Linked DNA regions of Mus musculus: all the other regions are linked to region 6. The links are chromatin contacts, called in public promoter capture Hi-C maps. All regions are on one chromosome and are shown on one strand. Each heading gives the region's core, a stretch centred on a gene start, on an enhancer-like site or on the middle of the called end of the contact. The rest is flanking DNA. Distances are from core to core; before and after follow the strand shown. Region 1 holds the start of Klhl8 (kelch-like 8). Region 2 has its middle 46 kb from the start of Gm26519. Region 3 holds the start of Gbp9 (guanylate-binding protein 9). Region 4 holds the start of 4930542N06Rik (a long non-coding RNA gene). Region 5 holds the start of Gbp6 (guanylate binding protein 6). Region 6 holds the start of Thoc2l (THO complex subunit 2-like).

Region 1 (4,176 bases), core at 182-2,681, 600 kb before region 6:
TCAGTGTAGGTTCTGATACCACGAGGGACTTTACAACAGGGAGGTTGGGTTTCTGTAGGAATGGGGAAATTATACACTCTGGTTAGCTTTCGCTGTGACTTCAAATTAGGATTTGGAATTTATTAAGGAATGTGTAACGTTACAAATTAATAGCACTAACAGTTATCAAATGCTAAAAGAATAGTTTTAAACGTAAAAATTCAGACTGGAGATGTACTCAGTGGTAAGTAGTGTGTTCTCCCGGCATGCTCAAGGTTGGGGGGTGGGAGGTAGAGTGGAGGGGGAGGGGTAGAATAGGAGAGGAGGGGTAGAAAAATATAAGAATGAATATAAATCCAAGCGCATACAGCTGAATACAGCATCTTGTGACTTCTTTTTATACTTGTGTTCCAACTATTTGGTATTTTCAAGGCAACATGACTAAAGTTTTAAGTAGGTCAGTTGGTTTGACTGACAAACCAAAAAATAGGTGCCAGGAGAAAGCAGGCAGAGAAGCAAAGGCTAATGATAAAGCTACCTGCACGCAGTTCACAAGCTCTGGTAGCACTAGCAGAGGGTCTCTGCTCAACTAAACGTACCCCACCCGCCCCTTAGCACGGCCAGGGCTCACGGAAGATGGGGAAACAAGACTGAAAACAATTAACGAGGGGGGGGGGGGCGGGGAGAGAGAGAGAACAGCATTAAATAGAAAAAAGAAAAAAAGAAAAAAAACCCACGTGTACCTGGCAGGTTAATTACTGTGGCAACCCAGGTTCTAAGTAAGACCTATTGCCCAAAGTATCTGCCTACGCTAATACCTTAAGGTAAGAAGCAAAATATAAAGGTAGGCAATTAAAGCAGGTTGGCAAGAATATTCAAAACTGCGAGGATTTCCACGAAATGCATGATAATAAATACTGCCTGCAGGAAAAGGAAGGTAACAAGCTCCCCAAACCGTAACATCAGGGCCGTGCAAGCCCGGGAGACGGTTGGGAACCCCAAACTGTGTCCACAAATCGGGGACCCTCCCTGGAGCAAGCCACGAGCTCAGCCTGGAGCAGCGCCACCCGGCCGGGTACGGATTTTGCAGGAGCCCCGCGAACCCCGGGAGGGGGACACCCCTGAAGTCGCCCAACCCGGACCCCGAGCACCTGCGCCGCCGCTCAGGACAGCGCGGCCCGCGAGGCCCGCCCGGATCCCTTCGGTTCCCCGAGGGAAGGCGCCGGCGCCGCCCGGCAGCTCCTCACCGACGCGAGCGCGGGTGACCGCTCCAGGCTGAGACCCGCGCGCGGGATAACGCAGCGGTTACCTCTGTCCGCGGCCGCCGCGCAGGCCGAGCCGCCACACCCGCTCCGCGCCGGCGCCGCGCCAGCCCCGCTTGGACACCCCGGGGACGCGCTCACCGGCCCGACCGCTCGCTCGTGCCCGGCTCGGCCGAGCGCTCTTGAGAGCCGCGGGGGCGGGGCGGGGCGGGGCGGGGTGGTGAGGCACGAGCGTGCTGCGCGCCGCACTCTGGGAAATGTAGTTCTCTGTTGCCTCTTTGAAGAGCGCGCCTGCGTTTCCCTTCCATCCCTCCCAGTATTCATCCCCTGCGTGGGGAATATCCCAGATTTTATAGCTATTCCTATCAGTTTTATCTCATGCTCTGCAAAATGTATACAAAACAGCTTGTGTCTGCAAAGCAAGGAAGTAATTGAACTAAATACCGAGTGTTAAACACAATTGCTAGTATAAACTGGTGAGATAAGGCAAACTCTCAGTAAAGTTGCTGGAAATGTAGGGAAAAAGAGCAAGGGCATATATTAGGATAGTTCCCTGAACTCTTTTTTTCCAGGGCATTCTGAAGCTTCCAGAATCTTCAAAGCATATTCGAAATGTAGCCATAGACCAGGTGGCTTGGTGCAGGAAGATAAGGTCAGCTGTTCCTGTGGCTGAGATATAAAGATACAAATTGGATCCAGCCTAGGCAAACCACAGAGACTCCAGCTGGGCCTGAAGGAGACAGGTGTCATCACCTGCTCACTTGCACTGGTTTGCTTGTGCCAGCTAGACCCCAAAGGTCCCAGAACCTGCTCAAACATCACCCACGGGTGGGAACCGTTGCCTTAGGGCCACTTCTGCAGGGCTCCTCGAAAATGAGGATCCGAAGTCCCCTGAAACAGAGAGCTCAAATCCATCCTTCTTCCTCAAGTGGTTTTGGTCACGTATTTCGGTACAGTGAGAATAAATTGCTACAACTCTGGACCTAGAGAGGAATTTCTGTTGGCATAGCGGGTTCAGGCAAAAATAATAATAATAATAATAATAATAATAATAATAATAATAATAATAAATCTTAAAGTTAAATATTCATAGCAAATGGGGAAAAAACGAGGGAGCGGGGCAGCCAGGACAAGGACCTGTCCTTAGAGGGATACATCCATAACAACAATTTCACCTAATTATTTTACATATCTATAAAGTGAAGATAAACTAAAAAGAAACGAAGCATGTGGTTTTCTAAATCTAGAGATTTTTCTTAGCTTCATTTGAGAATACACAAGCTGGTTCATAAACAGAGGATATTAGACTCCCCTACCCTGATCTCTATGAATTAAAACCAGAAAGGATGTGATGACACCTCCTGAGTAATTATCTGATTGCACTGGGTGGGAATAAACGGTAATGTTAAATCCCAGTCGGCATTTGCATTTTATATTTTAAGTCTCCCCCTCTAATCCTGGATTAAAAGGCTTTAAACCTCCACCAACATTTCAGATGCTGTCTGCAAATGGATTCGGAAAACTTAATCAAGAAGACAATTTCATCTTCATCTGTAAAGGAGATGAAGCTTGCAGGCAGCAGCAGGAAAGTCTGGACAGAGTTGCGGAACGTCTCAGCGTGAAAATGAACCATCAAGACAATCACCTCCCTGCTGCAGCACCTCACTGGCTTGTATCCCTGTCTGCCCACTCATGGACTCTGACCATCCCCTTCCTCTATGCCAGTCTTACTTGTTTAAACTTCTCTGAACCAGGAGTTGTGGAATCCCAGCATTCAGGAGGCAGAGCAAGCGTTCCAGACCAGCCTGGGCTACATAATGATAACCTCGGGCTAACCTGGGCTACAGCAATGAAAGCCTGTCTAAAAAAACCAAAACAGAAAAAAACGGAAACAAAAAGCAATTACCTCCTGTGCTCTACCTCCAAGACACATTGGTGTCTTCCTTTCCTGGCCTTGGCTCCGTGGCTCATTTTATGCTAATAAATTAATGATAGTTTTCTGTCCGGTACCCATGTAATCAATCTGACAAAGTTATCTTTAAATCAGACTAGAGAGATGGATCAGTGTTTCAGAGCACTGGATGCTCTTCCAGAGGACCCAGGTTCTGTCCCCAGCACCCTACTGGTTGACTTTGGCCAGCCCTGGCAAGGTGAGCAGGGCTCTGGCAGGCTTTGCCCCTGTCTCCCATTTCTTCTGCCTTGCTAAAACCAGTAGATTGCATTCCTGACACCAGCCATCGAGGTCTGTCGCCTTATTTGACCACTTCCCCTCTTGAGGCTGACGACCAAAGTCCAACTATTGAAATGATGATGTCCAGCAACCAAAAGTCCCTTTTGGCTCACCTGCCCAATCAAAACAAACCAACTCATCATAACACGGGGCTTCTCTCTCTTACCCTTACAAAACACCATTTTCCTATAGGTCACATCTGTCCCCACTCTATGCAGAGACAGTCTTTTGTCCCTGCTTTAGGACAAACATTCTCCCTCCCCCCCTCGTTCCCTTCCCCTTCTCCCCTGTACTCTTCTCCCTCACCCTCCCTCTCCTGTTGTTGTCTCTTATCTCCTGCCCTCCATCCCTCTGGGGTAAGTAAATCTTGGTGTTGGCTGAGAACTCGGTCTTGGGGTGTCCTGGGCCATTGCCCATCCTTTCAGTGGTGGCTAACAACAAGCAGTAACTCCAGTTCTCAAGGATCCAAGACCCTCTACTGGGCCTCTGTATTTATGTGGTGCACAGAGGTATATGCAGATAAAACACTCATATACATAAAATAAGATATACACAAATCTCAAAATAAATGAACAACCCTCTGCTCATCTTCACTCATCTCTGAAATGTTTGAAGTTCCTTCATTTCTGATTGGACTTTATCATTTCTGCTTCTTTTGACATGTTGCCTGTGGAATCCTAACCACCATCCGCTATTACTTAGACT
Region 2 (4,516 bases), core at 200-2,699, 850 kb after region 6:
AGTACATGCCCACCAAAAGCAAAGGCAAATCGAAGGCTCCTCCATTTTCCTGTGGTGCCTGAGTGAGCTCAAAGGCTGACATAGAAGCTGCTGGGTCCAGATCTGAAGCCTGCTGCAGCAGACAAGATGCTGTGCTCAGGAGTGTGGCCCTAGGCTTAGGAACAATGGCGTCAGCTGACACAGAACTGAGTTCATTACTTTGTGGGAACCTCACTTCCAAATAGGAGACCCCAAAACTCAAAGACAAGTGTGGGGATCTCACTGAAGATCTGGAATGCCATTTATTCTAAAGACTCTGACTGTCACAAGTGAGGGAACCCACAGGCTCTCAACCCCTTATGCTTGGCTGCACCCTCTCCTTTACCTTATTTTCCCACTCTTGTTGACCATGAAAACATTCTCTAATGGGACTAAGGCATCACTCTTTCATTGTTCAGGTCTCTTCTGGTGTTCATATTCTTTTTTTTTTCATTTTTTTTCATATTCTTTTTCATGCCCCTGCCCTGCTCTGAAGGTATGTTGAGAGATTTTATAAATCTTTTGTTACAAACATTTTCATCAAGAATTTACATTGGATCTTAAAATAATAAACTTCTCCTTTTGCCTTTTTACTATATTTTCTCAGTAGCTATTCTCTGAGAGATGACAGGAAGACTGTGCACGAACACAGACAGCTGAAAATCACACAGCCACACTGACTTTGGAAGCCCTGTGGGAGGCTTTAACTGTGGAGGGCAGGGAAACAGCAGACACTGAAGAGTCACAATGACAGTTCTGAGACTTCAGTGAAGTTTTCAACCAAAACCATCACCCATGCCAGGAAGCCTTTCTAGATGTGACACATAGGTATGACAGTGTAAAATGCAGTGTCTACAAGCACTCTGCAGAAGTATCTGGGGTGTGGACACATGGCTTAGTTTGTAGATCCCTGGCCATTCAAGCCTGAGGACCTGAGATTAGATCCCCATGTGAGGCCATGTGAGGCTGCAGTGTGCATATGCAACCTCAGTGCTAGTGTGGCAAGGCACGTGACAGCGGCAGAAGAATACTGAGAAACAAAAGAGGTGCTCTGCCTCACACAGCATGGAGAGCAAGGACCTCCATCACAGTGAGACACACATGAACATGCACGCATTCATACAAACGTGTGTGCACACAGCATGCACACACACATAGAGACAGAGTCAGCAAGAAAGAAACTGAGAGACAGAACAGAGAAAGAGAAAGACACAGAGACTTTTTAAAAAGAAGAAAAATCTCACCAGAGTAAGTAGTTTAATAACCTTTGTACTTTAATTTTGTAGTTGGATATCTTGTTGGAGCCTTTAAAAAAATCACTTTCCTATTTTGCTGACACAAAATGCAACTGAGTTCCTAGAAATGCCTCATTTACACAACAGCTCAGTTGCTTTCAGTTTGCATCAGAATCATGTTCCAGGAAATGCCTTTCAGGGGCTGAGCTTTGTCAGGGTTGTCTCTCTGGCTGCCCGGCAACTCTGCTAAGCTGGAAGAGCATTCAGTTTAGAGGGTGAATCCTCAAAAGTCAAACCCCCAGACTCACAATTTCTTTTTTTTTCTTTTAATATTTTTATTAGGTATTTTCCTCATTTACATTTCCAATGCTATCCCAAAAGTCCCCCAAACCCTCCCCCACACTCCCCTACCCACCCACTCCCATTTTTTGGCCCTGGCATTCCCCTGTACTGGGGCATATAAAGTTTGCAAGTCCAATGGGCTTCTCTTTCCAGTGATGGCCAACTAGGCCATCTTTTGATACATATGCAGCTAGAGTCAAGAGCTCCGAGGTACTGATTAGTTCATAATGTTGTTCCACCTATAGGGTTGCAGATCCCTTTAGCTCCTTGGGTACTTTCTCTAGTTCTTCCATTGGGGACCCTGTGATCCATCCAATAGCTGACTGTGAGCTTCTGTGTTTGCTAGCAGACTCACAATTTCATAGCAAGTATATGCTTGGCACTCTTAAAGTCTTTCTATACTTCAACCGAATGTATACAGGCCTGCTGCACACATGAGCATGAACATGCACACACATGTGCACACATATGCACATATATTACAGTGCACAGACATGCACAAGTACACACAAACACACATGCACATATACAATACATGCACACACAGTACAGTGCACAGACATGCACACACACACACACACAAACACATGCACACACACACATACATGCACACACAATACAGTGCACAGACATACACACTCACACAGGCACATACATGTACACACATGCACATACATGATCTTGGGTGGTATAATAGGTCATCATTCAGGTCCCTGAGTTTGGTTCTCAAGGCTGAAAAGAGGGTAAGGTGCTTTGTTTTCTCAGGTTTTTCAGGAGCTGTAGTGTGTCAACACCATCAGACACCTCCTCATGCTCACCTCATAGCTTCCGTGCTCCCTGCTCCTCACCCTCACTCCTCTCCTGTGCTCCCTGCTCCTCACCCTCACTCCTCCCCCATGCTCCCAGCTCTTTACCTTCACTCCTCTCTTGAGCACCCTTCAATAGTCATGCTCAGTCTTCTCCCTCACGACCTTCAGACACTGAAACCTTAGGGGCTGAATTCTCTCTGAGAGCCGCTGAAGTTGACCAGCTCTCCCTTGGTGATCACAGATGTCTCTTCATTCTTCTGTACAAATCACCTCCTTATCTACTACTGATTCCTACAAGGAAAATGTACAGAGATGTGACCAAATGGGAAAAAACAGAAAGGAATTTTCAAAGAACCTAGTAAAAATGTCAGTTTGACTACCTCTCATGAGAAGTAGTTTCTGGTGTATTAAGACTTGGAATAAGTCAAGAATCAAAAATGTGACTTATTCACAACTGAAAAGACAACAATGACTTCCTTCTCACAGGCTGTGTGAGCATCAGCAGCCTCTGGAACATGTCTGAGGGGAGCCTCAGTCACTGGGCCTTCTACCCACTGTAGTGGTCAGCTGCCTTCTGCACAGCTACTGAGTTCTCATGCAGGACTAGAGTTGTCCCCAGACAAGGCACTAAGTATAGTTTGCAGCCCATACACTCTTGGGTGTATAACATTCACTGTATGGTGGTCATCCCACCAGGGGCTGCAACACTAAAAAAATAAAAACATGACTCCCTCAGCCCCCACCAGTAGCTGTGACTCCTCAGCTAGAAGTGGAATTCTGTGTCCCCTTCCATCTAGCCAGGACCAACAACAGTGATAGTATTTCTACCACATTTTTTTAGAGAGGCCCTGGGTTTTAATAGATCAAACCTGTGCCTGAACCCAGACACTATTGCATATGCCAGAAAGATTTTACTGAAGGGACCCTGTTATACCTGTCTCATATGAGGCTATGCCAGTGCCTGGCAAATACAGAAGTGGATGCTCAGAGTCCTCTATAAGAGGGAACACAGGGCCCCCAATGGAGAAGCTAGAGAAAGCACCCAAGGAGCTGAAGGGGTCTGCAACCCTATAGGTAGAACAACAATATTTCTACCTCTTCTGTGATAGAAATAACTTTTCCATTGAAACTACTCCACTGTTGATTGCATCCACCTAGGTTGTCACCTGAGTCCTCAAATCCTCTGTGAACTTTGTGAAAATATATATAAATATCAAATCTCCAACTCAGTAAAATCCATGTCTCTGAGATTGAGTCTAAGATCACAAGCACTCACTGAAATGGAGTAAACCTTTGACTTCCTCAAAAATTCAGTCCTTAGACTCAACTACACAGGATGTGGAGCCTTTCATGAGATGTTTAAGTGGGAAGTGCAGAGGTCTTGTGGCTGTAACTGCTGTTCTTACAAAATCTCCCCAGACAACTCACTGGCCCTCCCATAGTGTGAGGAGACACCATAAGTCAGTGGTCATTAACCTAAATGACAACTCCTCAGACACCAGCATGCTGATACTCTGATTTTGAAGTCCCGGGGTTTAAAACTAAGAAATAAGTTTCTGTTATTTTTATGTTCATCCTTTGTGTAGGGGGTTTTTTAATCCTAGCACTAAAAGACACGAAAACATGCATGTCTATACTTATTCTGACTGTCAGCGCCTGCATGTTCAGGTTTACACTTCATTGCATTCTTCCATGGGGTCTATCATTTAACATAGGTTATCATGTCTCTTGTTCGTGGCCAGAAGAAAATCCAGTGTGGAGAGGAAACAGGGACACACAGTTTCACCCTAGCTAAGGAGTCATAGTTACTGGGGAAAAGAGTCAGATTTTTATTCTTTAATGTTGCAGCCTCTGGTGGGATGACCACTCTCTAGAGAATGCTATACACTCTGGAGTATATGGACAGCACAATCTGTCCTTCATGGTTTTGAGAGAAAAGACATGAAGTTGGTGTGTGGGGAAGGAAGGAATGTCAGTAGAGATGGGATAAAAATTGATTGTGTGAAATTCTCAGAGAACTAATAAACTGATAGAAAATAAATTATCAACTTTCTAAAATCATCAAAGTTGTCCACAAAAAACCACTTCCACATTAACATGAAATTTGAGGGG
Region 3 (4,474 bases), core at 1,139-3,638, 600 kb after region 6:
CACATGATCCACTATGTTTATAGCAGCCTTATTTATAATAGCCAGAAGCTGGAAAGAACCCAGATGCCCCTCAACATAGGAATGGATACAGAAAATGTGGTACATTTACACAATGGAGTACTACTCAGCTATTAAAAAGAATGAATTTATGAAATTCCTAGGCAAATGGATGGACCTGGGGGGCATCATCCTGAGTGAGGTAATCCAATCACAAAGGAACTCACACAATATGTACTCACTGATAAGTGGATATTAGCCCAGAAACTTAGGATACCCAAGATATAAGATACAATTTGCTAAACACATGAAACTCAAGAAGAACAAAGACCAAAGTGTAGACACTTTGCCCCTTCTTAGAATTGGGAACAAAACACCCATGGAAGGAGTTACAAAGACAAAGTTTGGAGCTGTGACGAAAGGATGGACCTTCTAGAGACTGCCATATCTGGGGATCCATCCCATAATCAGCTTCCAAACGCTGACACCATTGCATACACTAGCAAGATTTTGCTGAAAGGACCCTCATATAGCTGTCTCTTGTGAGACTATGTCGGGGCCTAGCAAACACAGAAGTGGATGCTCGCAGTAAGCTATTGGGTGGACCACAGGGCCCCCAATGGAGGAGCTAGAGAAAGTAGCCAAGAAGCTAAAGGGTTCTGCAATTCTATAGGTGGAACAACAATATGAACTAACCAGTACCCCCCTGGAGCTCCTGTCTCTAGTTGCATATGCATCAGAAAATGGCCTAGTCAGCCATCAGTGGAAAGAGAGGCCCATTAGTCGTGCAAACTTTATATGCCTCAGTACAGGGGAACGACAAGGCCAAGAAGTGGATGTGGGTGGGTGGGGGAGTGTGTGGGGGACTTTTGGGATAGCATTGGAAATGGAAATGTAAAAAATACCCAATTTAAGAAGAAAAAAAGATTCTAGAGTCACTTGATGATGTGTGATTTGGCTTCTTATAGCTCAGTGAGGCTGAGGCTTGCTTTGGGTTAACATATATATTTATTTGAAATTGTTTGCTTAGGTTTGCTGATGTTTGCAGGTTTAGCATAAATGAAGTTATTTTAAGAGCTACTTGGTTTTGTTGCTCAATAATTCTTCAGACCCAGTGTTCATTATAACGTGGCTTTGAAAAACAGTGAGGAAGTGCCAATCAAATCACAAAGCATCACTTCATACACACAAGGACAGCTACCACACAAGGCAAAAACAAATACATGTCACCTGGAATTTAAACAACTCAGGTGTCTGTACTCTGCAGCCTAGAACACAGAATATTACCTCACAGGAAACAGTCCTGACTTCTGAGATAATATATAGTTATGTTTGACCTAAAAGCTCTTCTTTGATTACAACATAAACAAACTAGAAAACAAGGACTTGGATGGACCTTTGAGCTGTATTGATCATAGCATCTGTATTTACAATACCCACAATGTGGACACAGCCCAGTCTCCCACCAACAGATCACCAACAGATGCATACATTAACACAGTCTGATAGCATGCACAATAGAATGTTATTCAGCAAAAAAAAAAAAAAAAAAAAAGGAATAAAATTCTACTGCACACTACTTTATAGACCTTCATATACTTAAGGCTATCCATGGACCCTGCAGACCAGACAACACAGTAACCTACCTCCCCTGCCCTGTCTTTAGTCCCACATGAGCATGAAGACATTATGCCAAGAAAAGAGAATGTGCAAAATCCTAAGACGTTAGATACAGGTGACATCACTTAATTCCAGAAACCAGGCTCTCTGCAGCTTAGTTCCATGTGAAATAAGACTAGCAGCCCAAACAAAATGCACATAGCACTACGTGATCTCTACATCTCATACAACATAAACATCAAGAGAGAACTGGACTATTTTCTTACACTTAATTCAAAGTCAGTGAGGTAGGAACTAAGTTATTTCGAGATAGAGGTTTGCCAAGCTCTTGTGCTGAATTTTCCTCACAGGGTTCCTCCACAGAAAGACTTCCCTCTGACTACAGCTGCCTGTGAACCAGGGCAGGAGCTGTAGCTGTGGTCCCAGCTGAGGCAGGACCAGGGCTCTTCCCACAGCTTCTCCAACAGAGCAGGGCAGCCAGCTGTGTCAGGCTACAACTTTGTATCTGTCCTTTGTCAGAGGAAAGAAACTGACCTCTTAGACCTAAAGCCAGCCACAGCCCCCTGCAGACCAGAGAGCTCATAATCTGCCTCCCTTCCCCCTCCCTCAGTTGCCCCTTTGACTTGGAAATCAAGCTGAGGTCCAGACTAAGTTGCTCCTTAAAGAAAGGAAAAGTAAATATACCTGGTCCCACAGCACAGGTCCAAGTGCAGTTCTCAGCTGCTGCTGCCTCCTCAGGCTCACTTCTGCTCTCCTCCCTCCTGCTCTCTTTGTTCCTCTTTTATGTGCGCTGACCACACACACACACACACACACACACACACACACACACACACACACACACACAGGATGCAGCAGAAACAAAACTGAAAGTAAAGTAAGCCAAGGCATTGTTAACTTGGCCAAGACTGGAAGGGGAGGTCAGAGGATGCTTAGTGTCAGAAAAGTCAGTGAGAAACTGTGTTGCAGCCAAGGGACAGCAGGCCTCCACTGTGGAAAGAGTTTACATTCTCTTTCTTTGGAACCCATCTCCAGTTTCCTCAGCCTTCTAGGCACAGATAAAGCACAGTAAACCCAGACCCCTATCAGTGGAAATGACACAATCTGGGAGGATTGCACGTGTGCTTCTCTCAGGGGAAATTCCAGGTGCTTTTTGAGTGAAGAGCTTTAATGTTTTAAACGTGTTTTCTAAAACAGGAACCATAACTGTTGCCATTTCTTTCTGGACTCTGTCCCACAGTTTCCTGACAACAGCGAGCTGGGCATGACTCACTATAAAAAGGGCTGCTTGTCCACTCTGCCCTCTCTCTCTCCCTCTCTCTCTCTCTCTCTCTCTTTCAATCTCTCTCCCTGAGATCTTCCTCTCTTCCTTTCTTACCCTCTTCTTTCTCAAGTCCTCTCCCTGCTTCCTGTCTCCCTCTCTCTGTTCCTCTTTCTCTGTCTCTACTACCCTTTCAAATCCCCTGTCCATGTCCAAAATAAACTCTATTCTATACTATACAATTGTGTGGCTGGTACCTCAGGAGGACAGGATGCCTCAGCATGCCCCCACCCCCCATACCACCTTCCACTTCACCATACCCCACCTCCACCACACATATCCCTGGCTTCTTTTTCTTTTTCAGAAAACACAACAGTTGTTCTGAAAACTGTTTTTAAAGAAGTAATTAAAGAATAGTAAGTAGGAGTTGTGTTCAGGGTAGCAGCTAAGAAAACTCACTTCAGAGGTGGAAGCTTAAAAATGAAGCTTTATTTTCTGAGCTCTTAGGAAGGCAGCCAGTTTGGGATCTGAACTTTGTCCCTGATGGGAGATTGAACACCATTTGTAAAGGATGAAACACAAAGCAGTGGGGAGAGCTGCAGAGTGTGATCCATTGTGTTTTCACAGGAAGGATTAAACAAGGGAGTACCCCTTGGAGACTGGGCCATATCCAGGCACCTAGCTTCAGGGTCCTTAATTTATTCTCCTAGACATTAGGTGCAGAACTCAGAGTGATAAAGGGACAAAGGAGCAGGTCAGCAGCATGGAGGTAAACTGGTACCTTAATTCTACTTCAGTGAACTCTCTCTCTATTCATCATGAATATTATCAAATACCTATTTCTGTATAGAAAGAAACAAAAGTACCAAATAATGTGCGACAATGAAATACTCAATGCACAGTACCACACCAGAATATGACTTAAAAAGGAGACTCACAAATCCTCTGACCTTGACTCCTGGTCCTAAGACTTATACTAGTGAAGATGTAAGAGCAGAAAACATTGAGTTACTGTAGAATGTTTGTACCATGATTGTTGTCAGGTAACTATGCCATAGAATATTTTTTTTAAATACTGGGTGGTCAAAGACAGAACATTTCCATCTGGAGAGTATAAATTTATACTCTGTGGACCTGTTGAAGCTTTCAGCTCTGGCGTTGCCTCCTGAGGATGAGCGAAAGGGAGTTACACTAAGCAGTGGTACAGTGTTTTAGGCCTCGTTTTCATCATTCCTACCCAAGTAAGTACTGCCTCTACCAGTGTGATGGTTTGTATGTGCCAGGCCCAGGGAGTGGTACTGTTAGGAGGTGTGGCCTTGTTGGAGTAGGTGTGGCTTTGTGGGTGTGGCTTTTGGAATGGATGTGCCTTGAAGACCCTCAATCTATCTGTCTGGAAGTCAGTATTCTGCTAACAGGCTTCAGATAAAGATGTAGAATTCTCAGCTCCTCCTTCACCACGCCTACCTGAATGCTGTAATGCTCCCACTTTGATAATGGACTGTAACTCTGAACCTGTAAGCCAGCCTCAAATATATGTTGTCCTTTATAAGACTTGTCTTGGCCATGGTGTCTGTTCACAGCACTAAAACCCTAAGA
Region 4 (4,473 bases), core at 1,446-3,945, 910 kb after region 6:
ATATACAGGGCTGTATATCGAGAGACTGGAAGAGGAGGAGTAGGAGAGAGAGATGATGTGCCCTCTGAACATACCGTCTCTACAAGAAGAGGGTCTATATTTTTAAGATAATTCATTACTATAGCTGCTTTGGTATTCTGTCTTCACCTCTATCAGATCTATATTTCATTTTAAAAAAGGATTTCTCGTTATCACAGAAATTGAAAAATTACTAAAATGAAAAAGAACTATTTTAAGATTGACTTTTAACTTGTGTGTGTGTGTGTGTGTGTGTGTGTGTGTGTGTGTTGGGGTGCACATGAGTGCAAGTGTTTGAGGAGGGCAGAGGCATCAGATTTCCTGAAGCTGGTGCTACGATGTTGTGAGTCATGTGCTCTTAACCACCAAGTCATCTCACTAACCACTAAGCCATCCCTCCGACCTCTGGAGAAAGAACTATTAATGCTGGATACTATTCTGTCTCTTATAAACCACCCAAAGTTCTTCCAAGAGCAGAGAAAACTCACCTCATCAAGGCAGCCACATGGTGTGGAGCTTACATATTGCTCAAAGACCTTTCTGTTTTATTCCAGGAAACTAACACAAGAGAGACCTGCCAATCCCACAAGTTAGGAAATTCCTTCCTGGGGTCACTGAGTTCACCTACCTATAAGATGACAAACTTGAAGCAATCCCTTACTTTCTAACATCTGTGACTTTAGTGACCATCAATTATACAGAGGAACTGACCACACACACCTCTGGTCTTAGTCCCTTTGTCACATGAATGGAAAGACCCTACCGCCAGAAAGAGTGAGGCATTGCAGAAAATTAGATCATTTTATTTTGGCTTCTCTAATCTACAGCTTGTCTGAAGAGCCGAGAAGATGAACCACCATTTTAAGATGACGTCCAGAGCAGATAAGCAAGAGGAAGACACCAAATATGTTCTTTAAGGGCCAAGATGATGCTGATGTGCCAGGTTTCAGATTTGAGAGCAGCTGAGGCCATGATGCACCTGGAGCCTAAAGCAAAAACGGAAAAACCTGAATGACAGCCCAGGAGTTTCCAGAGCAGTACAAAGTCCTCTATCTGGCTCCTACAACTGTCGTAATAAGAACTGCCATCATTTGCTGATGAAAATTAGGAATGTATTAACAGCAATCACATTTAACAGCTACATCTGTGGGGTTTGCCAGACGTAACACATTTTGAATGAACTTGATCTCCGTTGCTTCCTATTGATAGGTTGAGCTACAAACAAGGAAGCCGATTTTAATATGCATCCCCATTGAATTTAAACTGACCACCAAGCTTATAATCTCTGGCTGTAGAGACGAGGACACAAAGGGTTAAGTAACTTCCCCAAAGTCACACAAGCAGCCATGTTGTTGTGACAGAAAACATTATTAGGGTCTTGGAGGAGGAAATGTCCCTTCTCAAACATTAAGCCAAGAAAAAAATCAGAAACGTCCAGCTTATAATGTTAGAATACTCTGATTCTATTACAGCACTTACTTTTCCCCCTCAAACTGATACTTAAAAAACTCTTTGTCTGGGGGCTGGAGAGATGGTTCAGTGGTTAAGAACACTGCTTTTCCAGAGGTCCTGAGTTCAATTCCCAACAACCACGTGGTGGCTCAAAATCATCTCTAACAGGATTGGATGCCCTCTTCTGGTGTGTCTGAAGACAGCTACAGTATGCTCACATAAAAATACAAATCTTAACAAGAAAATAAAAAAACAAACACCTCTTTGTCCAGGTGGTAAGCAGTTTGAGGGCCATACTTACATCTAGAATTACAAATGTGTACACAAGGTCATACACACAATTTAATGACAATATGTTGTATGTTCAAATGAAAGAATTAAAAAAAAAAGATGTGTGTGTGTGCAGTGTGTGTGCCACGTATGTGGGTGCACGTGTGCGGGGGAGCACATATATGTAGGTGCACATGTGTGTGGGAGCACATATATGTAGGTGCATATATGTGTGGATGCCTTTGGAGGCCAGAAGAGGGTGTCAGAACGTTTGGAGCTGGAGTTGTCGGCAGCTGTGAACAGAATTCTGGTCTTCTGCAAGAACAGTCTGTGCTCTTAGCTGTGGAGCCGTTAGTCCTCACAGTGTTTTCAATGTTTGCTTCAGACTCAATGCAACTGCCACTCAGAGTGAATTGGACAAGGACCGGGTATAGCAGTGACTTCCAGGGCAGTTCGGGCTGGAGTTCTGATATGACTGGTCGCTACTGGATACAGCGCAGTCTTCCACACCTTCGTAGTGTGTGGAGGTATTGGGTGCCCAACTGATCAGGTGACTCAAATGCTGTCTTCTTTTACTCCTCTGGGAGTGTTTTGTTACCTAGGGATGGGAACACCATAGCAACTAAGAGATACAAATCTTGCTGAATTGAATCCTTGTGCTAGAAATAACCTGGACAAAGACTGAGCTTAAAACAGAACAGGGAGGGTGTGGGGGAGTTAAAGATTCGAGGAGGAGGATAGAACTATTAAATAGCCCAGAGTTCTGAATTTGGATTAAATTTTTGCTTAACTTGCAAGGCACACTGTTACTCTTCAAATACAGGGCCATTAACAGGAGAAGAATGTGGATGGGGGACAGGTGACCATCCTCAATGAAATACTATTATGTGTACTCCCTCTATCTTGTCACCTCACGCTGAAGATAAAGACACTGGAAAGAAAAAGATGGTATTGGAGGCCCAGAAGCTGCTTAGTTTCTCCTCCTTCCCAGGGGCCCTACAACCTTTCCAGTCACTCGACTTAAAGAGCGTTAAAGGGACTTCACTAAGGCAGGCTCTGCGCGGCACACCCCACCCTTCCTGGTAGAGTAAGTTGTGTCAATAACAAGTTTCTCAGGGGTGCACACGTGAGAAGGCAGGGGTCTTCTGCTGGGGTGGAGCGCCTGGGGAACGGCCATAAGGCCCGGCTCCTGGGTTTCTGGAATGCAGCCCCAGCTCCTGGCGAGGCGTGTGGCTGCCATGCACCGCGGATGCCAGGCTGGGCGAGTGCATCCGGGCGGCCGCATGGCGTTGGCTCCGGGAGGTGGCAGCTGCGCTTTGTGTGCAGCAGGAGGGTGAGTCACCGGCCCCCGCGGTTCGTCCCAAGGCCGGGTGGACTCTCGGGCCGGGTGGCGGAGCGATCCGGGTAAGGGCGGCTCGGAGGCGGCGCTGCGCGTCCCCGGCTCCCGCCTGCGCAGCCTGCGCAGCCCGCGCGCTCCGCTCCTCCTCCGCGCGCGAACTTAGTCAGCGGTTCGCGCCGCCGCGCGCCCATTGGCCGGCCGCGCGCGCCGCGTCACAATGGAGCGGCTCCGGGGCGGCGAGCCGGGCAGCGCCGGGGCTTCCCGCTGAGCCGCAGCCGCCGGAGTGCGGGCGCCGGCCGCTCGGCTCGCCCCGGCCGGCCGGGCAGCGCGGGCCTGGGGGCTCCGACACGAAGGTAGGCGGGGACGGCGGGGGAAGGGGGAGCGCAGCAGCAGGTGGGGGCGGCAGGGCAGGTGCTGTTACCTGGCGGCGCCTCACCTGGGTCTCCCGCTGCGGGCAGGTGGCACAGTCACCTGCTAAGCCGCGGTCGCCCGGCTCCCACGCCCCCGGGGGAAGGAGGGCGCGGTCCCTTGCGGGCACCTCTCCTGGATGTTGGGGTCAGATGGGGCGAGAGGAGGGGGCGGCCGCGCCCAGGCGGTGCCTTCGTTGTCCCTACGGCTGAACACGCACCTGTGTATCCACCACCCCCCTCCCCGCCCCCGAAGGGAAAGGCCCTCCCTCTCCACCCTGGTCTCCCCTTAAGTGAAGGCGCTCGCTCGAGGGGGTCCACACCAGGTCCCCGCCGTTTGCCCCCTGCCCTGGAGCCTCCTGTCGACATTTTATGCTCTGGGGTATTTACTGGCCTACAGCTGTGATTTTAGCGTTTGAGCTGGAAGGGGTCAACTGATTTCCATTTAAAGACTCGGTGGTTCCTCCTCCTAGGTTGCAGGTGCTGACAGGTCAGAAGGAAGAGGCTCGGTAATCCGTGTCCTCAACTGACTTCCCAAAGTCCGTAGGTTGCTTATAGTCATGTGTTTGTGGAAGACTTTGATGTGTGGTTAGAAAAACTACCACTAGGATCCCTTTGCACCCCCACCCCAGAGGACAAACCTAAATTTAAAAGTCAATACCAGCGTATGGACTTCTTGAATACATTCTGGTCTTGTCTGAGAACTTAACAGGAAAAAACAAAACAAAACAAAACAAAAACAACTGCTATATAAAAATAAGAGAGAACGTTTAAAATATCGTAAATGTGAAACCAATTTAGATAATTTGTTCAGTGTCCGTTAAGAAATTAGAGACTGAGAGTGTAGCCCCAACAGGCTTAGCAAAGGCAAGGTTGGGGCTTCAGTGCCCTCCAAAGTACTACTACTGTTGCATATGACAATGATAATAGTAACAATAACTGCTTTCCAGGACATCTGTGTTTTTTGCCTAAATGTATGACTGAAGT
Region 5 (4,130 bases), core at 121-2,620, 790 kb after region 6:
GAAGCTTGCTTTGGGTTAACATACATATTTATTTGAAATTGTTTACTTAGTTTTGCTGATGTTTACAGTTTAAGCATGAATGCTGTTATTTTTAAGAACTACTTGTTTTTGTTGCACAACAATTCTATAGACCCATTGTTTCTTATAACATGTCTTTGACAAATATTGAGGAAGTGCCAATCAAACCATACACACAAGGACAGCTACCACACAAAGCAAAAACAAATCCATGTAACCCAGAATTTAGACAACTCAGGTGTCTGTACTCTGTGGCTAAGAATACAGAATATTACCTCATGGGAAACAGTCCTCGCTTTTGAGAAAATCAATACTTATGTCTGATCTAACAGCTCTTCTTTGATTACAACACAAACAAAATAGCAAAGAAGGACTTGGATGGACCTTTGAGCTGTAGTGATCATGGCAGCTGTGTTCACAATACCCACATTGTGGAGACAGCCCAGACTCCCACCAACAGATCACCAACAGATGCATACATTAACACAGTCTGACAATGTGCACAATAGAATATTATTCAGCCAAAGAAGGGAATAAAATTAACTACTGTACACAACTTTGTAGACCTTAATAGACTTAGGCTAGACACAGACTCCTACAGGTCAGACAACACATAACCTGCCTCCCCTGCCCTGCCCTCAGTCCCAGATGAGCATGAGGACATTATGCCAAGGAAGGAGAATGTGCAGAATCTCCAGAAGTTAGATACAGGTGACGTCACTTAACTCCAGAAACCAGGCTCTCTGCAGCTTAGTTCCATGTATGAAATAAGACTAGCAGCCCAAACAAAATGCACATAGCACTACGTAATCTCTACATCTCACATACAACATAAACATCAATATAGAACTGGATTATCTTCTTACACTTAATTCAAAGTCAGTGAGGTAGGAACTAAGTTATTTCCAGATAGATGTTTGCCAAGCTCTTGTGCTGAGTTTTCCTCACACGGTTCCTCCACAGAGACTTTCCTCTGCCTACAGTTGCCTGTGAACCAGGGCAGGAGCTGTTGTGGTCCCAGCTGAGGCAGGACCAGGGCTCTTCCCATAGTTTGTCTAACAGAGCAGGGCAGCCAGCAGTGTCAGGCTGCCACTTTGTATCTGTCCTTTATCAGAGGAAAGAAACTGACCTCCTAGACCTAAAGCCAGCCACAGCCCCCTGCAGACCAGAGAGCTCATAATCTGCCTCCCTTCCCCCTCCCTCAGTTGCCCCTTTGACTTGGAAATCAAGCTGAGGTCCAGACTAAGTTGCTCCTTAAAGAAAGGAAAAGTAAATATACCTGGTCCCACAGCACAGGTCCAAGTGCAGTTCTCAGCTGCTGCTGCCTCCTCAGGCTCCCTTCTGCTCTCCTCCCTCCTGCTCTCTTTGCTCCTCTTTTATGTAAGCTGACCACACACACACACACAGAGAGAGAGAGAGAGAGAGAGAGAGAGAGAGAGAGAGAGAGAGAGAGAGAGAAGGAGTTAAAAGAAATCACATGCTGCAGCAGAAACAAAACTGAAAGTAAAATAAAATAGGCCATGTTAACTTGGCCAAGACTGGAAAGGGAGGTCAGAGGTTCCTGTCTATCCCGAAAAGCCAGTGTGATACTCTGTTGCAGCCAAGGGACAGCAGGCCTCCACTGTGGAATCTGTTTACCTTCTCTTTCCTTGGAACCCATTTCCAGTTTCCTCCAGCCTTCTTGGCACAGATAAAGCACAGTAAAACCCAGGCAGCCATCAGTGGAAATTACAAAATCCGGGAGTATTGCAAGTGTGCTTCTCTCAGGGGAAATTCCCAGTGCTTTCTGATCAAACATGTTTAATGTTTTAAACATGTGTTTTCTAAAGCAGGAACCATCCCTGTTGCCATTTCTTCTGGGCTGCCCCACAATTACCTGGCAACAGCCAGGTGGGCATGACTCACTATAAAAGGGGCTGCTTGTACCCTCACATACCCCCCTCTCTTGCTCAATTGTCCTCTCTTCCTTTTTTACCCTCTTTCTTCTCTGTCCCTCCTCCTCCTTCCTCCCCTCTCTATCCCTCTTTCTTTGTCTCTACTAACCCCTCAACTCCCCTCTCCATGTCTTAAATAAACTGTATTCTATACTATACAATTGTGTGGCTGGTACCTCAGGAAGAAGGTAATGCTTCAACACTGGCCCTCAGAGGTACCCCTTTTCACCTCAACATACCAGGTATGACGTTTGTATATTCTTGGACCAGAGGGTGGCACCATTTGGAGATGTGGCCTTGTTGGAATAGGTGTGACCTGGTTGGAATAGGTGTGTCACTGTGGTTGTGGGCTTAAGATCCTCACTCTAGTTGCCTGGAAGTCAGTCTTCCACTAGCAGCCTTTGGATGAAGACATAGAACTCTCATCTCTGCCTGTGCCACGCCTGCCTGGATGCTGCCATGCTCCCACCTTGATGATAATGGACTGAACCTCTGAACCTGTAACCCAGCCCCAATTAAATGTTGTTTTTTTATAAGACTTGCCTTGGTCATGGTGTCTGTTCACAGCAGTAAAACCCTAACTAAGACACCAGACAGCCACCAAACATATACCTGACTTCTTTTTCTTTTCATAAAACACAACAGTCAATTTTAAAACCTGATTTTAAAAGAAGCAATTAAAGAATAGTAAGTAGGAGTTGTGTTCAATATAGAAGCTAAGAAAACTTCAGAGATGGAAGCTGAAAAATGAAAGCTTTAATTTCTGAGCCCTTAGGGAGGCAGACTGGGGTCTGAACTTTGTCCCTGATGGGAGATTGAACACCATTTGTAAAGGATGAAACACAAAGCAGGGGGGAGCTGTAGAGTGATCCATTGTGATTTCACAGGAAGGATTAAACAAGGGAGTACCCCTTAGAGGCGGTGTTGGCATCAGGACATCCCAAACCTGTGACATCACATAGGCGACAGCATGACCTGCTACCTTCTGACTGGTTGCCAAGACAACAGGCACCATATTCCCAACATCCACTTGACTCACCTGTGTTACATCATTTTCCATATAAATGAGGAGAACGCCCCTTCCTCACTCTCTCTCACCCTTCTCTTTCTGCCACTACCTTGTCTCTCCCTTACAATAAAACCTCTTCCACATGGAACTGCCTTGGCCTAGTGTGCTGTAGAGACTAGACCCGGCATTCTAACTCATCAGACTGGGCCATATCCAGGCACCTAGCTTCAAGGTCCTTAATTTATTCTCCTAGACATTAGGTGCAGAGCTCAGAGTGATGAAGGGACAAAGGAGCAGGTCAGTGGCATGGAGATAAACTCTTACCTTGTTTCAACTTCAGTGAACTCTGGCTATTCATCTGATGTGTCAGCACGGCCACCCATCTGCAGGCCCAGGTAGAACGCTCACAGAGTCCACACCAGGACTGGGAAGAAGTTCATGTCAGCAGGTTCTTGAATTCCAAGAAGGCCAGAGGAGTCCCTGGTCTGGAGCAAAGCAGGGATGTGTCCAACTTCTGTCAGTTGAGTGGCACTGCTGAGACAGGATTGCAAGGAACAGCAGGAGGGAGGCTGCCTCTATTATATTGAAAGAGAGAGAGAGACGCTGTGTGTGTGTGTATTTGTGTGTGCACGTGTGTGTGTGCTCAAGCACAGGCGTGCCAATGTACATATTTGCTGAGGTTTTGAAACAGTGCCTCTCACAGAATCAGGACCTCTCTGCTTTGCCATACTAGCTGATTGCTGAGCCTCAGGGCCTTGCTGTCTCTGACCCCACCCCAGCCTTGGGATTACAGGCACACACTGCCATACCCAGCTTTTCACTGCAGATCCAAATTAACATCCCCATGCTTGCATAACAGACCCTTCACGGAATAAGGCATCTCCTTAGGCCCTTAATTTGAATTTTTATGAATCCACAAGGTGTCATAGACACACAAGCTGCTTGCTCTCCTTAGTGTGGTGCCATCCTGGACCACAAAACGACACGTAGTAGGTGTACAGTCTCCTGGCCAATTAGAATTAGCGTCATAGCTGAATAGCCCTCTGACCAGTTATGCCCATGGTATTGTATACAAAGATGCTGTGTGGATGCCTCTGCTGTGAAACTGCACTGCAGATTAAACAACAACCTGAAAAGCAGAACAGTAGCAATGAAGGAGGGGTCTGGAA
Region 6 (4,315 bases), core at 1,148-3,647:
ACTAAATGTAAACTTTTAGACTCCCAGTCTACCTGTCATGCATGGTGGGTACTTCCCCCCCTTCCCCCGCCGCTACCCCCACTACTCACAGAAGTATAACCTAGGACAAAGACTCCAGGACAGCGTGAATCAATTGCCTGTATAGTGGAGTACCAAATAGCCTTTATCTTAGTTACAATTGCTGTTCTAGCATAAACAGGACCCAGGCAACTTATAGAGAAAGAGTTTATTGGTCCTTACAGTGGGTGAGCCTGAAAGATCCTGACAGAATGTAAAAGGTCACAGAAGCCCTGAAATTGGCAAGATAGATTTCACTGTTAGCAGAACTAGCTTCACTGATTTAGAAAAATAGAGGTGCACAATGCTCTGGCCACTCCTTGAACCCGTGTGTCTGCCAATGTTTTGACCGTTCCTTGAACCCAGGTGTGTGCCCACTGCTGCACCTCACTGCCAGGTGTTTGTGATATTGGTTGCTGAGAAAGAGTCGGAAAATCTTCCCAGCAACCACAGCCGGGCCAATCCTGAGTTGCTACACCTGCACCAGACTCTTTCCTTGTACCCCTCCCATACCCATTTCTTGAGAATAGACATTGTTTAGTTCTGGAAACCCCCTACTCCTCCCTTCTCCTTTCCCCCCTGAGGGCCTATAAAAACTGGCCTTTCCCCTCGTGGTCGAATCCTCTACCCCTGCGTGGGATATGAGTCGTCCCCAGAGCTCTGGCTTTCCCCGAATAAAGCCTCATGTGGTTTACATCAAGCCTGGTCTCTCATGAGTTCTTGGGTGTCCGCTATTGTCCCGACGCCTGAGCGAGGGGCTCCTCACGGAGTCTTTCAAACCCACAACCATCATGGTGAGGTGTATGACATCAAGCAGGTAAACATGGCGGTGAGGCAGTAGCCCAGAGCTTACATCTAGATAATAAACATGATGCAGAGAGCTAACTGGTAGTGGTGTGTGCTTTTGACACCTCAGAGATCACCCCAGTGACATATCTTATCCAATAAGGTAACAACTCCTAATCCTTCCCAAATAGTTCTACCAGTTGGGGACCATATATAAGAAACCATGCATGCTCAATATTGCTCAAAAAGCTAAAAGTAAATCTACCATGACTCAGATCCACTCCTCTGCATATGCCCAAAGGACATCCTCCTACAGATGCTTGCTTAGCAGTGTCCATTGCTGCTCTGTTCACCATAGCTAGCGAGGGGGAACCACCTAAATGCCCTTCGAGTGATGGACGGGCAATGCAAATGTGGCACAGATACACCACAGGATAAAGGAAAATGACATCATGATGTTTGCAGGTAAGTGCAGCTCTTGCCAAGATGCAGGCATTAAATAGTTGCTGGGGAAAGAAAAATGAACAATCTCCCACCCACATTCATTATTTTCATATTGGGCAAAGACATCTAAATAGAAATAATTGCTTGGAAAGTGACCAAGCCACTTATACAGTATCTACTGTTATATGCAAGGCAATGTAGTGGATCCTGATCATGGTAAAAATTTTTTTTAATGTGCATCTCTATCTGTCTACAGCTTACTATTGAATCAAAAAAACCTTATTAAGTCATGTGTTTGAGATACATATATGCATATTTGCACATCTCATTTGATTTTATGTATTTCTGTTGCTTTGTAACATAATGGTCAGATATATACTCCTGAACAATTTATTGATTTTATACATACACGACATAATAACCAGATAACAACAGAAATGACAATTTTCGGAGATGGGGTCAAAATATGAGTTCAATTCTTAATGTATTTAAAACCTGATGCCTTTTTAAATTAAAAAGAATTTTAATCTAAAAATAAAGAAGTTTAACTTTCACCCCTCATCAAAGCTTCTTTTCATACTGGATAGAGAGCATGACAGACACCCACAAGTAGCAATGTCCCAGTTCTCCCAGTACAATGTGCAATAACTATAAAATATTTCCAAGTTTCTGTATAATGCATACATACATCCTTCTGATAAAAAGTTTTATAAATAGCTTTAAGGGCTTGGTTGGGAACAAATTTTGGCAGCTGTCTACAGTGAACAAGTATTTTAGTCCTTCCCTAACTCATGCCTTGACTTCTCTTGAGATGCAACATACTTTGGGAGATAAACAGACTTTTTCCATAGTACACTACCAGATTTTCCACCAGTTGAACCACATCATTTTCGGAAAGCTCTCAGAATTGTTTGTATTTAGCATTCACATTCAAATGAAACCGCCAGTGCACACAGTCACCTCAGCAAGGCATTTTCTAACAAAGGCGCAGTGATGACCAACGACCTCAGTCCCCACCCCGCCCCCCGCCCCCCGCCCCCCGCCCCCCGCCAGCAACCGAAGTGCGGCCGCGCGTGCGCAGAGGACTCGCTGCACCGCCGCCGTCCCTCCGCAGTGACGTCAGCCGAACGCCGAGGAGATCCCGACCGGTTTCCCACCGCTCTGTGGAGTCGGCGGTGTGTCGTTGGTGTCCCTATCGAGCTGGGTCAGGAGGGCGCGGAGCGGTGAAGCCCTTCCCGAGCCGCGGCGTAGAGGCGGTTCGCGGCGGCTGGAGCGGGGAGGCGCGAGCCGGCGCGGTCGCGGCGGGCGGCGCGGGCGGAGCGCGAGCGAGCGGTGAGTCGGCATGGCGGCCCCCAGGCGAGCGGGCGGGCTGCGGCCTCTGTCCAGCTCGGCGGCGGCTTGGCGGACCGGGCTGTGCTAACACACGCAGGGGAAAGCCACAGACCCCCGAGTCTTTCCGGGGCGTTCTTGAAGCGAACAGACCTTAAATGAGATCTGGTGTCACCGGGCGCTTCCTCAGCCCCGGCATTTGGTGGCTCCCGTGAGCGTCTCTGGGCACATAGAACGCCTACCTGGCCCGCAGGCAGTAGGTGGTTTCTGGACCGCGAGCTCCGAAGAGTTAAACTGTGTGCCAGGTGCAGTAAACTCAGGAACTGGAGCGAAAGGAGTGAAGAGTTGACAGCACTACCGGGAATTACTTCAGTATTCCTCACCCGGTTCTAATAAGTAGTTTTTTGCAATATTCTGAAGCTGTGGAAATGCTGGATACGGGGAAGGTGGTTGCGATTAAATTAAGAGAAAGGACGGGGTGCCAGGATTTTAGGAGTGTGTTTTGCCGTCCCTAGGTTTGCCTGCTACATTTGCCCTCAGAAATTTACCTCCCGTAGGAGATTTTCAGGATCATATTTACAACCAAAATCAGAATATTATCAGCTTAAATTGACACTGGGCATTATTGTTAACTTGAACTGGGAAGCCCCAGTTCAAGAAACTCAGCCAAGGTGCATGGACAAGAACGTTGATTGTTTATAGAGTACTGAAAACACTGCAGTATACTTTATACAAATTTGAAGGCATGTATTCATGATATGCCCAAATATTTGGCAGAAGTTATTCTTTTGAATGCTTTGCAGAAGACGTCTTAATCTTAAACACTCATATAAATACTCTCGCTTCATTTCAAGCCAAAATGGGGATGCTAGCTTCTTTATACTTAACAGTTATTTTGATACCAGCAAGCTTTGTAGTTCCAAAAGATGGTGTAAGTAGCATGGGTCGCCTAAGGCCATTGGAAACCGTGTTCACATTACAGTTCATAACAGTAGGTTATGAAGTTGCAACAAAAATAATGTTATGGTTGGGTCACTACAGCATGAGGAACTAACTGTATCAAAGTGTTGCAGCATTAGGAAGGTTGAGAACTGCTGACATAGAGGTAAAAGAAAACACAAAAGAAAAGAAAGCACATCACAAAATAGAGACCAGGATAGTCAGCCAAATGAAACATTCTGGTATTATGAAAATAAACCATGTAGGCCAAGTTTAATTCCCACCACTGCTGTAATGGAGAGGCATACATGTGTGTGTGTATCAAATGCCTATATATTATGTAGGCTGAGTTTCATTCCTACCACTGCCGATGTAGAGAGACATGCATGCGTGTGTATCAAATGTCTGTATGTAGTCTAGGGGTTCCCACCCTCCTCCTTTTCCTCTCCTTTCACTTAGAATAGGTCTAAACCAATAACCAGACCACAGCAAGGAAGCATGGATAGTTACTGTTTCTAGAACCCCGTGTTGAACAGAATACCTAATTTGATACTGTAAAGTGTATTCATTAAGAAACTTCTGGACCTTTCTTGGAGAGTGAAATTATTAGAAAGGTACCAGGGACAGATACAAGGTGACTGTTTTATACAGTCCATCTAATTGCCCTTAAGTTTATTTGTTGGTTTTTTCAAATTTTTTAAAATTCACTTTATATCTTTATGGTTGTCTTTTCCCCATCTCCCCCTCTCACAGTTCCTCC

The links. Promoter capture Hi-C pulls out the DNA fragments that hold promoters and counts their contacts. Capture Hi-C pulls out chosen DNA fragments and counts their contacts.
Region 1: a promoter capture Hi-C map of liver shows a contact between it and region 6, with 2.3 times the contacts expected there. The contact joins the promoter of Klhl8 here to the promoter of Thoc2l in region 6. A contact is called at or near these places in 3 of 39 promoter capture datasets (embryonic stem cells, liver and second pharyngeal arch cranial neural crest).
Region 2: a contact with region 6 is called in a promoter capture Hi-C map of liver, with 3 times the contacts expected there. The contact joins the enhancer-like site here to the promoter of Thoc2l in region 6. A contact is called at or near these places in 7 of 39 promoter capture datasets (the 3T3-L1 cell line, 3T3-L1-derived adipocytes, cranial neural crest and 3 more), 1 of 484 Hi-C or Micro-C datasets (bone marrow-derived macrophages) and 1 of 115 datasets of contacts at active chromatin or transcription factors (bone marrow-derived macrophages).
Region 3: a contact with region 6 is called in a promoter capture Hi-C map of pre-B cells, with 7 times the contacts expected there. The contact joins the promoter of Gbp9 here to the promoter of Thoc2l in region 6. A contact is called at or near these places in 8 of 39 promoter capture datasets (3T3-L1-derived adipocytes, the C10 cell line, the HPC-7 cell line and 4 more), 1 of 484 Hi-C or Micro-C datasets (erythroblasts), 4 of 115 datasets of contacts at active chromatin or transcription factors (bone marrow-derived macrophages, effector CD8 T cells and memory CD8 T cells) and 2 of 9 other capture datasets (adipose tissue and liver).
Region 4: a contact with region 6 is called in a promoter capture Hi-C map of pancreatic islet. The contact joins the promoter of 4930542N06Rik here to the promoter of Thoc2l in region 6. A contact is called at or near these places in 6 of 39 promoter capture datasets (the 3T3-L1 cell line, the C10 cell line, cranial neural crest and 3 more), 2 of 115 datasets of contacts at active chromatin or transcription factors (astrocytes and large pre-B cells) and 3 of 9 other capture datasets (adipose tissue, liver and pancreatic islet).
Region 5: a promoter capture Hi-C map of liver shows a contact between it and region 6, with 6 times the contacts expected there. The contact joins the promoter of Gbp6 here to the promoter of Thoc2l in region 6. A contact is called at or near these places in 12 of 39 promoter capture datasets (the 3T3-L1 cell line, 3T3-L1-derived adipocytes, the C10 cell line and 6 more), 4 of 115 datasets of contacts at active chromatin or transcription factors (bone marrow-derived macrophages, cardiomyocytes, embryonic stem cells and 1 more) and 3 of 9 other capture datasets (adipose tissue, liver and macrophages).

The regions. Positions count from the first base shown.
Region 1 is chr5:103,909,828-103,914,003 of GRCm38.p6, forward strand. Klhl8 (kelch-like 8) reads right to left here and starts at 1,432. Exons shown (of 10, transcript NM_178741.4): 1 at 1,289-1,432.
Region 2 is chr5:105,352,827-105,357,342 of GRCm38.p6, forward strand. No RefSeq gene overlaps it. Among named protein-coding and RNA genes, the nearest start is that of Gm26519, 46 kb to the right of the region's middle. Within about 2 kb of position 1,450, at least 31 of the 459 cell types and tissues checked have an H3K27ac peak or open chromatin away from gene starts, as enhancers often do. A contact at or near this core is called in liver, where this site is marked.
Region 3 is chr5:105,107,904-105,112,377 of GRCm38.p6, forward strand. Gbp9 (guanylate-binding protein 9) reads right to left here and starts at 2,389. Exons shown (of 11, transcript NM_172777.4): 1 at 2,302-2,389.
Region 4 is chr5:105,412,481-105,416,953 of GRCm38.p6, forward strand. 4930542N06Rik (a long non-coding RNA gene) reads right to left here and starts at 2,696. Exons shown (of 2, transcript XR_389449.3): 1 at 1,772-2,696; 2 at 806-1,004. It overlaps Lrrc8b (leucine rich repeat containing 8 family, member B), which reads left to right and starts at 3,295. Exons shown (of 5, transcript NM_001033550.3): 1 at 3,295-3,432. It overlaps Gm32051 (a long non-coding RNA gene), which reads left to right. Exons shown (of 2, transcript XR_389452.2): 2 at 573-1,442.
Region 5 is chr5:105,292,329-105,296,458 of GRCm38.p6, forward strand. It overlaps Gbp6 (guanylate binding protein 6), which reads right to left and starts at 1,371. Exons shown (of 11, transcript NM_194336.2): 1 at 1,298-1,371.
Region 6 is chr5:104,505,953-104,510,267 of GRCm38.p6, forward strand. Thoc2l (THO complex subunit 2-like) reads left to right here and starts at 2,398. Exons shown (of 8, transcript NM_001166581.2): 1 at 2,398-2,619.